2 separate regions of the Acanthopagrus latus genome follow, and region 1 is linked to region 2. The links are chromatin contacts, called in public Hi-C maps. All regions are on one chromosome and are shown on one strand. The core of a region is the stretch at or near the end of the contact, and the rest is flanking DNA. Distances in the headings are between cores, read along the strand shown. Region 1 holds the start of dhx58 (probable ATP-dependent RNA helicase DHX58). Region 2 holds the start of dnajc7 (dnaJ homolog subfamily C member 7).

What was found. Hi-C and Micro-C count contacts between places; a contact is called where the count stands out from the background.
Region 1: a Hi-C map of muscle shows a contact between it and region 2, with 4 times the contacts expected there. The contact joins the promoter of dhx58 here to the promoter of dnajc7 in region 2. A contact is called at or near these places in 2 of 4 Hi-C or Micro-C datasets (both in muscle).

The regions. Positions count from the first base shown.
Region 1 is chr23:17,875,203-17,880,482 of fAcaLat1.1, reverse strand. It overlaps dhx58 (probable ATP-dependent RNA helicase DHX58), which reads left to right and starts at 1,459. Exons shown (of 12, transcript XM_037087871.1): 1 at 1,459-2,392; 2 at 2,569-2,759; 3 at 2,862-3,066; 4 at 3,186-3,376; 5 at 3,471-3,584; 6 at 4,025-4,157; 7 at 4,266-4,451; 8 at 4,539-4,789; 9 at 4,883-5,194. The coding sequence starts at 2,583. kat2a (histone acetyltransferase KAT2A) reads left to right here. Exons shown (of 18, transcript XM_037087868.1): 18 at 1-484. All of the region lies in intron 2 of LOC119013400 (a long non-coding RNA gene), which reads right to left. LOC119013401 (a long non-coding RNA gene) reads right to left here and starts at 5,010. Exons shown (of 2, transcript XR_005072742.1): 1 at 4,872-5,010; 2 at 2,398-2,747.
Region 2 is chr23:17,706,514-17,711,321 of fAcaLat1.1, reverse strand. dnajc7 (dnaJ homolog subfamily C member 7) reads left to right here and starts at 3,333. Exons shown (of 14, transcript XM_037087881.1): 1 at 3,333-3,479; 2 at 4,254-4,342; 3 at 4,461-4,585. The coding sequence starts at 3,415. The region is part of intron 3 of nkiras2 (NF-kappa-B inhibitor-interacting Ras-like protein 2); the gene reads right to left.

The sequences.
Region 1 (5,280 bases), core at 210-2,709, 170 kb before region 2:
CACAAGCTGTAGTGGGTGTCAATGTTAATGCATGGCAGACAGTTTACAATTTGAACTCTCGGAAAAACTGAAACTTTTGGCCACGGTTGTTGAAGGTTTTACAGTGTTACAAACATTGTAATGAGCTGTTAAAACCTTCAACTGTCCAATGCTGGTTGAGCCTGCTTGTTGAATGTTCCATTGAATTGTGTATGTTTGTGTGTGTGTGAGTGTGTGTTTATTTTGTACTTGAATCATGACTAGCTTTGAATTACTGATGTGATGTCAGTGTTGCATTATTCAGGGTCGTCAATTGCATACTTCTCCCTCAATCTACCAATGCTGCATTTCAGATTTTCTTAAGAGGGTCAATCTGAGTGAAACTTTCCACCTGTTTGAGGATGGCTACTGTCTCTAGTTATGGTATAAATGCCATTTACTGTAACTGTAATACTGTTCATGAAAATAAAGTTTTTTTTTAAATTAAACATTTCCTAAATAGACAGTTAGTTTCTTTAGGTTTCTTTTTCTCATCCAGACAAGTGTGAACTTGATCACTTGACGAGAACTCAGCATTAATTAACCATGTAAAAGTGCACTCGTTTTGAATTGACTAATTTTTAAGGATTTCCATTTACTAAATTCTGCAGTTATGTTGGTGGGCATTTTGAAAGAATACTAAATTTGGCACATTATGACTTGTGAAGAACTAGAATTAGTTAACTGCACTGCACTTACTTAGGCTAAATCTAATTGGTAAAAAGTTTCCCTGAACTATTAAGTATTTGTGCTCAAATTGGTGCGTATTATGGTTAATCTGTGCAAAATGTTCTTTGATTACTTAAGATTTCTTCTGTGTCTGCTTTAGAGTGTGGAGCAATAACAACACAGCATAGGTTTCGTTTTCCTGATGTAATGAAAAGTAAGAAGGACTTAGTTGAGGTATGTTGCGCACAAACTACACTACAGTTTCATATAACACCTCATCTGTTAGCCTGCCATACAGTTTAAGATAAATGTAGGATCACCTGTGCTTGATTATAAAGGGCTAGTGTAAGTAGGAAAGTTTTGGCCTCCTCTGTCACTAGATAGTAAAGAGCAGCTGTCGTTCCTCCCGAGCCTCCCTCGGTGGGCCCCTTCTCCTGGCAGAGTGAGCAGAGGTTTTGTTTTTTATTCTCTGCATGCCACAGCTGATCTGAACTGGTTTAAAAACCCCACCTTAAACCACATGATGAACCTTAAGGAGATTTTGTACAGAAGCAACTTGTGTGAGTCACTAATGGTAAAATCATAGTTTTACATGCACACTTGATGCCTATTTACCTATTTTTGATTTTATTTATACCAGTGCAGTGCCCGTTTCAAATATGCTAGTTCATAATTATGCAGTTCTGATAATTCTGCAGAGCAAGGAATATTTGATTATTTAATATATTGCTATGTGTAGTAAGTATAGAACTTCTGTATTTGTTTCCAGGTTATTAATATTGAATATTTCTGGTTACATCATTTGCTACAACTTCTCGGATTGAGGTAATTCAGTGTTAATAGGCCATTACTTGTGAGATGGTAGCAATCAGACAGTGTTGTGGACGGGACATTGAGTGAGACCTCATAGTATTGACTCTACAGAGAGGATGCTGCATCAGAGTAGTGCATTTTTACACTGTATCGGCAATCACACACGAAAAATGATTAATACAGAATCAGCTGATTGGCCAGAATGACAATCTGTCCCTCCTAGTCTGTAGCAAACAAACTTCTTACATCTGCAGAACAACATTTGTAGGCCATGATATCTCTGCAGCACTACAGTTCCTCATTATAATGCTGTTTTGTTGCACCATGTTTTGTCAGTACAGCTTCACTGATATTCCAAAATTCAGATTTACTGTAATTAAGTCGTGTGAAACATTGACTTGCAACTGAAGTCAGTTGGTGAATAACCAGAGGGCAGAAAACATCAAGTCACATTAGCTCACATTCAAACAGCTATGGGGATTTCCAATATCAACACAGACAACTGTAGGTTTTAATTTCCTGATGCAATGAAGAGCAATGGATCGGGCACTGCCAGGGTGAATGCAAAAACTCAGGAAGCCCTCAACATAACACCCCAGCTGTATGGGGCTAATATAGTAATTACTGTATATACAGTAGATAAGATATAAATATAAGCTTAGACAAAGGCCTGTTTACATCAGGGTTACATCTGACACTGCATAATGTGGCCTGTCTGTTGTTACTCCAGAGCCTCCCCGTGTGGGGCCAGCTTTTTGGGTTCAGAGTGCCTTTACTTTCGTTTCCGTGTCTTCGCGTCACACAGCTGATCGCAGCTGAAATAAAAAGCCCTCCACCTCCACTGTGAGTTGACAGAGGACGAGGAGAGGCTGCAAACACACACAGCTGACTGGTGAGTTAATAAAGGCTTATTTTATTTCGAATAGCATTAAACGCAATGACTCAGCATTGTCTCACAGCAGGCTTGTTTGTTTTCTCTCAGACTTTCAAGCATTAATGAGTTTTGGATGTACTGGTTCTTCCGTGTAATATGTTGAGTCTCTGTAATTATGATCTATTGTCTCAAAGGAGGAAAGTTCAGGATGGCAGATTTTGGACTGTATGAATACCAGGAGGAAGTGGTCGAACAGGCTCTTCAAGGAGAGAACATAATTATTTGGCTGCCGACTGGAGGTGGAAAGACCCGTGCTGCGGTGTATGTGGCCAAAAGACACCTGGAGACCACACGTAACGCCAAGGTGGTGGTCCTGGTTAACAAGGTACACAGAATGCACACAACAGACACGACAGGCAGTCCAAAATCACTTTCAGAGCAACAGTTAAACATGATATTTTGTTTTTAATGTCTTTTTACACTGAAGGTTCACCTTGTGGACCAGCACTACACCAAAGAGTTCAAACCACACCTGCGCCATGACTACGCCCTGGTGCCGGTCAGTGGAGAGAGTGAGGAGAAGGACTTTTTCGGGAAAGTTGTGCAGGACAATGACGTAATCATCTGCACAGCACAGATCTTGTACAATGCTCTGACTAACACGGAGGAAACCAAACACGTTGAGCTCTCAGGTCAGTAAAAATGAGCATTCACATCCCTGATTATGATGACGCTGTAGGTTTTCTAAGTGTCGTAATACAGACATTAAGATCAGCAGACAGAGATCAAACCCTTGATGAATTCCTAACAGATATTACTCTTCTGATAATCGACGAGTGTCACCACACCCACAAGGAGTCAGTCTACAACAAGGTGATGGGATGCTACGTGGAGAAAAAGCTGAGCAAAGAGGGACCGTTGCCACAGATCCTGGGTCTCACTGCGTCACCAGGAACAGGAGGTGCAAAGACCCTGGAAAAGGCTGTGGAGCACGTACTGCAGGTCAGGGTTCACTTATTCCTCTTGGGGGTTTCAAAGAGTCTGTCACTGATCTGATCTCCCACAATCATCTGTCTCTTTACTTTCTCCCTCTCAGATTTGTGCCAACTTGGACTCAGCCATAGTCTCAACTAAACACTATGCCCCCGAGCTGAAGAGGAACGTCCCCAGACCCATCAAGACATTTGATGTTGTGGTGCCAAGGCCTCATGTAAGCTAATTTTTTTTCCCCTTTAAAAACATGAAACCCAGTACATGTAGTAGATAGACAGTTCATCCTTTTAATTACACCACATCCCAACTGACCTGACCAGGGAACAAGGAGATACATGAGCTGACAGCAACAACCTGCACTCATTTTAATCTAGACTGTCACATTTTAATAGCTACAAAAACCAAACAACAAACAGAAACTTCAAGGTCCATGATGTAGGAGTAAGTTACATCTAGTGGTGAGGTTACAGATTGCAACCAACAAAACAACCTTTGCTTTGAGGCTAAACAAACAAAAACACAATGATTCTTAAGTTTCAGGTGATTATACCCCAGTGGAAAAATAATTAAGTATATTATATCCTATTTACGCCCCTAAGTCCAACTCACTGGACCTTCAGTGGACTCAAAAGCGACAATTACAATTTCTTCTTGAAGGATCCATTGGGGGATCATCTGAAGTGGATGATGGAGCTGGTCCATGAGTTCATGGTGCTACCTTCAGACTACACACTGAGAGAGACAGGCACGCAGGAGTATGAGGCAGATGTGGTGATTCTAGAGCAGCAAGGTAAGAACGTTTCTTTTATTGACCCTGTGTTGTTTATGGCCTCTTGATAGTGCAGAGACCACATGCTTCTAATTGTGCTTGTGCGTAATTTGTCTATATTTGCATCAGGAGTAAGACAGGGCAACAGACAGCTAGCAGAATGTGCACGCCACCTCAGACAGTACAACGACGCCCTGCTCATCAATGACACCCTGCGAATGATGGACGCTTATCGCTCCCTAAACGAGTTCTACAACATGAAGTCTGCAACAGTCATTGATGGAACAGACCTGTTCCTGGTGGGACTTTTCCAAGGTTGGAATCCAGAAATATTAGATGCTTGTTTGTATTTATGGGTATGCTTATGTTGCAATTAAGCCATAATTAATATCACTTTTACAGAGAATCAGGTGGAGCTCAGGAAACTGGCAGGGGACTCTCGCTATGAAAACCCAAAGATGTCCAAACTTCAGAGCGTTCTGCTAGAACAGTTTGTTCCAAGTGTTGAATCAAGGGGGATCCTCTTCAGTAAAACCCGCAGAAGCACCCACTGCCTACATGACTGGGTCAGCACCAACAAAGTCTTACAGGAAGCTGGCATCAAGGCAGCTATCCTCACTGGGGCGGGCAATGGCATCACTTACATGACGCAGGTATGCTGATCTATGATTGAGACCTATAAGCTCTAAGTCATTCCTATTCAGTAACAACTTATCTATAGACATACATGCATACCTTGCTTGCAGCACGAGCAGGCGGACACGATCCGCAGATTCCGCCAGGGTTCTCTCAACCTGCTGATCTCCACCAGTGTGGCTGAGGAAGGCCTTGACATCCCAGAATGCAACCTGGTCGTACGTTATGGACTGCTGACGAATGAGATTGCCCAGCAGCAGGCCAGCGGACGTGCCCGGGCCAAAGACAGCAAGTACTCAGTCGTCGCCCAGAAAGGGGGCCGGGAAGAGCGCCGGGAGCACATCAATGAATATCTGGAAGAGCTGACAGGACAGGCCATTGCAAAGGTCCAAGACATGAGCCCTCAGGAGTTCCGCATAAAGGTGAGTCTGTCTTACAGTGTCCATCTTCATCTTTTCTCTGAATAGCTGCATCTACCTGGACTCTAAAAGTCCATGAATAATCTGAA
Region 2 (4,808 bases), core at 2,084-4,583:
AGGTGATTTCTACAGATGATTATTTTATGATTTGAGCACATTTATTGTTATTTTGTTTCTGTCTGTCTTATAGACCAACAAGCACATTTATTACTGACAGGTGCATCAAATTATCAAATTCAATGTACTGCTTTAAAGACTGTTGGCACCACAGTGGCAGTCTAAAGCAAAGATCCCAAGGTAAATGACTGGTAAACACATGATCACTTTCCATAAAACATGTGAAGTAGAAATTGTTTTACTAGGAGATCAGAGACATCTACTGGCCATAAAACATACTACAGTGTAAGTTAACCAAAAATCAGTGCTTGTGCTTGTGGTTTAGTTTATTTGAAGCTTTTTAACTGGATCGGAGCTTTTCTGTCAATAAAACACCCATGTGTCTTGTCCTTCACATGTGAGAAGGTCAGAAGTGACAGAGACAATCGACCAAATTGTTTTTGTGACATTTGAAGAAATATCAAATGAACAATAATATGTACACTGAAATAAAAAGGTCATTAATGTTTTTAAAGAACCAAAGATTCTGTTTAGGCACAGAAAAAAATCCTTTAATTTGTTTACAAAACATGCAAACAAATATCAAGTGAATTCATTTTATGGATATTAATACATAAAAGCTTGACATCACAAAAAAGTTGCACATTTGATACATAGTGTTGATAGAACAGGCACAAACATGAATATTCAAGACAATATCAACACATGCCCTCTTTTCAATAAAAGAAACAAATCAAAAGCTGCTCATTGTCTGACTCAAGTTGCACCCTGAAAAAAACAGTTCAATGGTCATAATTTAGGGTTTTATTTTACAGCTCAGTAAAAAACATACGAGCTTCAACTTCAGCAGTAACTAACTGATCATATGATGAGTCGTGATTGGCATTTTACAATGCAGAGTGCTTTAAGTCATGTGATGCAAACCAGAAAAAAGTAGCACCTGAGCCTGCAGAAACTTCCTTCCGTCTGAACATCTTATATCTCATATCTTAATTGCTAACAGCAATATGTGATAAGGAATGTCAATTATTCACTCTACAACATCCAACACTGAGTCTAAGCAAAGAAGATATGTAGTGTAACGAATCTCCAGATCAACAAACAGAAAAGTAACTGGCATCATCAATAATCTATCAATAAAAACCCTTCACCTCGTAAAAGATCTGGAATTCAGCATTTGTGTGACCATGTAGTTAGCTAAAACGAGTGCCTGCTGCAATTCATGATTCACTCTGTGTATTTACATGCAGCGTACATGTAAATAAAATAATAGCCAGTGAACGTAAGTGCTAGGTCCTAATTGATCTATGCAGGGAGCGCCACGAGTCCAAAACGTTATAAAACTGAGATCCAAATGTTGATTGTCAGTAGTTAAAAAACTACATTATGAGGGTCCAAATATGACTGCTGATATCAACAGTGGTAACTGTGAAGAATGTGGGTGAATAGTTTGGTCATAGTCCAACCTAATAAAATGGGGAATGACGAATAAAAATCCCTAGCTTTTAATTTCTGAGCTAATGTGGCAAAAATCAGCATTTTACTCATTTATAAGAAAAGTAGTATTTCACCAAAACATCAAATATAGATGCCAATAGGAACAGTTCTCACTGTATATAAATATCCATACAATCATTCTGCCTTTTCTTTCATTATCACTCCTCAACATTCTTTGATCCTTTGTATCAAAATTGATCATTAGCAAAACTAAGCTCCCTTCAACACACCTCTTCTCCCTTTTTCTTCCCTCTTGAACATAAATACAGTGTCTGTTCACTCAGCTATCTGTAGACCCACTGCCCTTATTCTTATTACGACTGAGGGGGAAAGTGGACTTGCTCTGGGGCTGGGTCATTTTGCTGGCCAGGTAAACAAAGGGCTCAATCAGCGTGCGCCGGTCCACCACCGACACCTCCCATAGACGCACCTTTTCGTTCTTTGCCCAGTTCTGAGCCAGGTTAGCATCAACTCTTCTCTCATCCTGCTTGTCCAGCTTGTTACCAAGCACAACAATGGTCACCTGTGGAATAGGGATCAACAGGTTAGCTCAACATCGATGGAGGAAACAACAACAAACTGTATATAAATTGCCCCAAATCAGCCTTCACACATATACACTGTAAATGTATTCAGTCCTCACCTCTTTCTTGTCTCTCTGACGGTCAATGTCCTTCTTGAGGGCCTCCATCCGCTTGAAGGACTCTTTACTGTCAATGCTGTAGACAAGTACAAAGCCGTCGGCAAAAGTGTAGTAATGTCGAGGAAACTCCATCCCGTCACGGAGTCCTCGGGTGTCATAGAAGCGGACCTGCTCTCTTGTGCCGCGGTCAGTTTCTATGGATCCAATGTAGATGTCCTCCAAGGTCTCCATGGGTTCTGAGCCTAACAGTGGGAAAACAAAGACAAGCACATACAGAGTGATATACTGCACACATACAGGACATTTGCTTGATTCGTTTACTTTTATTTTATTACCTTACTTAAGACAAACAGCAATACAATTTGCACGACAGGGTGTGAGTATCCCAGTCTAATTTTAATACCAAGTAAACTTTATAAATTAGAATGTACTAAGATATATTTCAATCTACAAATCATGAAATTACCAGTCACAGTTTTTGTTCTTCTAAGTTCCTATCTCAAAGCTCTATATCACTAATTGTGTAGTTTGTGATAGCAGGTCCTCATTGTAAACCAGCTCATTACCTCAAAACATTTAATCGTGTTTTATTACGCTTCATTAAGTAAGACATACACGGTATTGCTGTAAATAAGATATACCTGCAACATGATTGGCATACAGTAGTTGCTCCAAAACTGCCGTTTTGCCAACAGCAGCCTGGCCACACACAACCACTTTACAGCTTTTTCCCATGACTCACTCTCGGGTCAGAAATTCTGTTTTTCGGAGAGAAGATACAGAGATAGGAAACTGTTGAATCAAGCTTTATAAACGGCACGTTACAGAGTAAATACACAGCTTCGCAATGTGCTGCACATTCTAGTAGCAATGCAGTTAAAATAGATCTGAGTCTTGTTACTGACAACTGTTGTTTTAGAGAGACGAAGATCTAGACAGCATACATAGGAAATGTCTTTCTGACACAATATATTACAGTAACGACTATGCTAACGTCAGGAATTAGCTTAGCATTAGCTTTCGGTGAGCTACAGAGCCACGATATTGCGTACCAAGTAGCGAATGCCATCTGAAAGTGACTAACACGGCTAAAACGTGTGCTTTCATAAAATATATACGTCAAAATTGTCTACCTGTAGAGAGATATGTTTGAACTATGAGGATATTCTTACCTGTAAGAAGACTGTTCTTCTTACCTAACGGGCTACTTCCTGTTTACACTGTACGTAACTTCTGCAGTAGATGTGGCCCCGCCCCTCCTCATTCAAGGCAAAATGGCGACGGACGACTGCGATATGGACCCTGACATGGAACTGCTAAGTGACGAAGAATTAGAAAGGTAATACTAGATATGCCTCTGTTGTCAGCGACCGAAACACTTCTGTAATTGAGAATCATGCTGACATGTTTCATCCAAAGACAGTGACATGTGACATTTCTCGTCGCGCTATGAAAGCGAAGTAGCGCGCTACCGCTCACTGTTTAGCTAGCTGCCCTGGATCGTGTTTAGCTCGGTTGCCCTGCACTCAGCTGGATGTGCTGGATTTGTCTGGCTCGCTGTCAGACACACCATGATACATTCAAATCTGCCCGTCGAGTGTAAAAGTCGATTGATCTGGCCGAGAGTACTGCGTGAACAACATTGCGATATTCGAAGTAGCTGGCGAACTAGATAATGACACCATGAAGTCACAGTGTGGTCGTGATGTAAAAGATGAAAGGCTTCCAGAAAAAGTCATGGCAGTGGCCCACAACATGGTGTCATATGTTCCTGGCTCTGCTCCCTCTTTGCTTCACAAAATAACTACGTGTGTGATTGGCACGTCTGCCCTGCTGCTTTGGCTATTTCTATCTTTAGCCAACTCAGGCCAGCAAGCTCTCTGAAATGCATGCGTCCACTGACAGTCCTGGACATGCTCTGTTGACATGTTACTATGCATGTGTACTCAGACGGGACTTAAGTTAATAGAATAATGTTTGCAAAGAAGAAGTCGTGTCGGACAAACCCAGCCGGCTGACTGTCACACAGCTGTACAGTCATGATCTGTCCATAACAGAACTGATCTTAGTTTTTGCCATTATTGTATCTGTCTTACTGCCCATCTTTACACAGGGAAGCAGAGGGCTTCAAAGAGCAAGGCAATGCCTTTTATATCAAGAAGGATTACGCTGAAGCATTCAATTATTACACCAAGGCCATAGGTAATTATGCCTACATAACTTGGCTTGATGGGGTGATATTGATTTTGTGTTTGCATGAGAAAACAAGATCTGTCTTTGATAGGATATCAGTAACTTTTTGTTTTATTTTATTATACAGACATGTGTCCGAAGAATGCAAGCTACTACGGAAACAGGGCAGCGACACTAATGATGTTGGGTCGGTACAGAGAGGCTTTAGAGGATTCCCAGCAAGCAGTACGACTAGATAACTCCTTCATGAAGGCAGGTGGTGGGAAACAAACTGCTACATTCTATATATGGAGAAATCTACTCTTGTACTTCTGTACTTTACTGTATACTGTTAAGTATATCCTGTTCTGAGTGTTGTTTTGGAGTATACATTTTTCATAAGCAGGCCTCTTCTTCTTCCATTTTTGGGCAAGCACAATTCAATGAAATATCAATCAAATTGTAATTTGGCAATATCAATGTTTTAATAAATAGA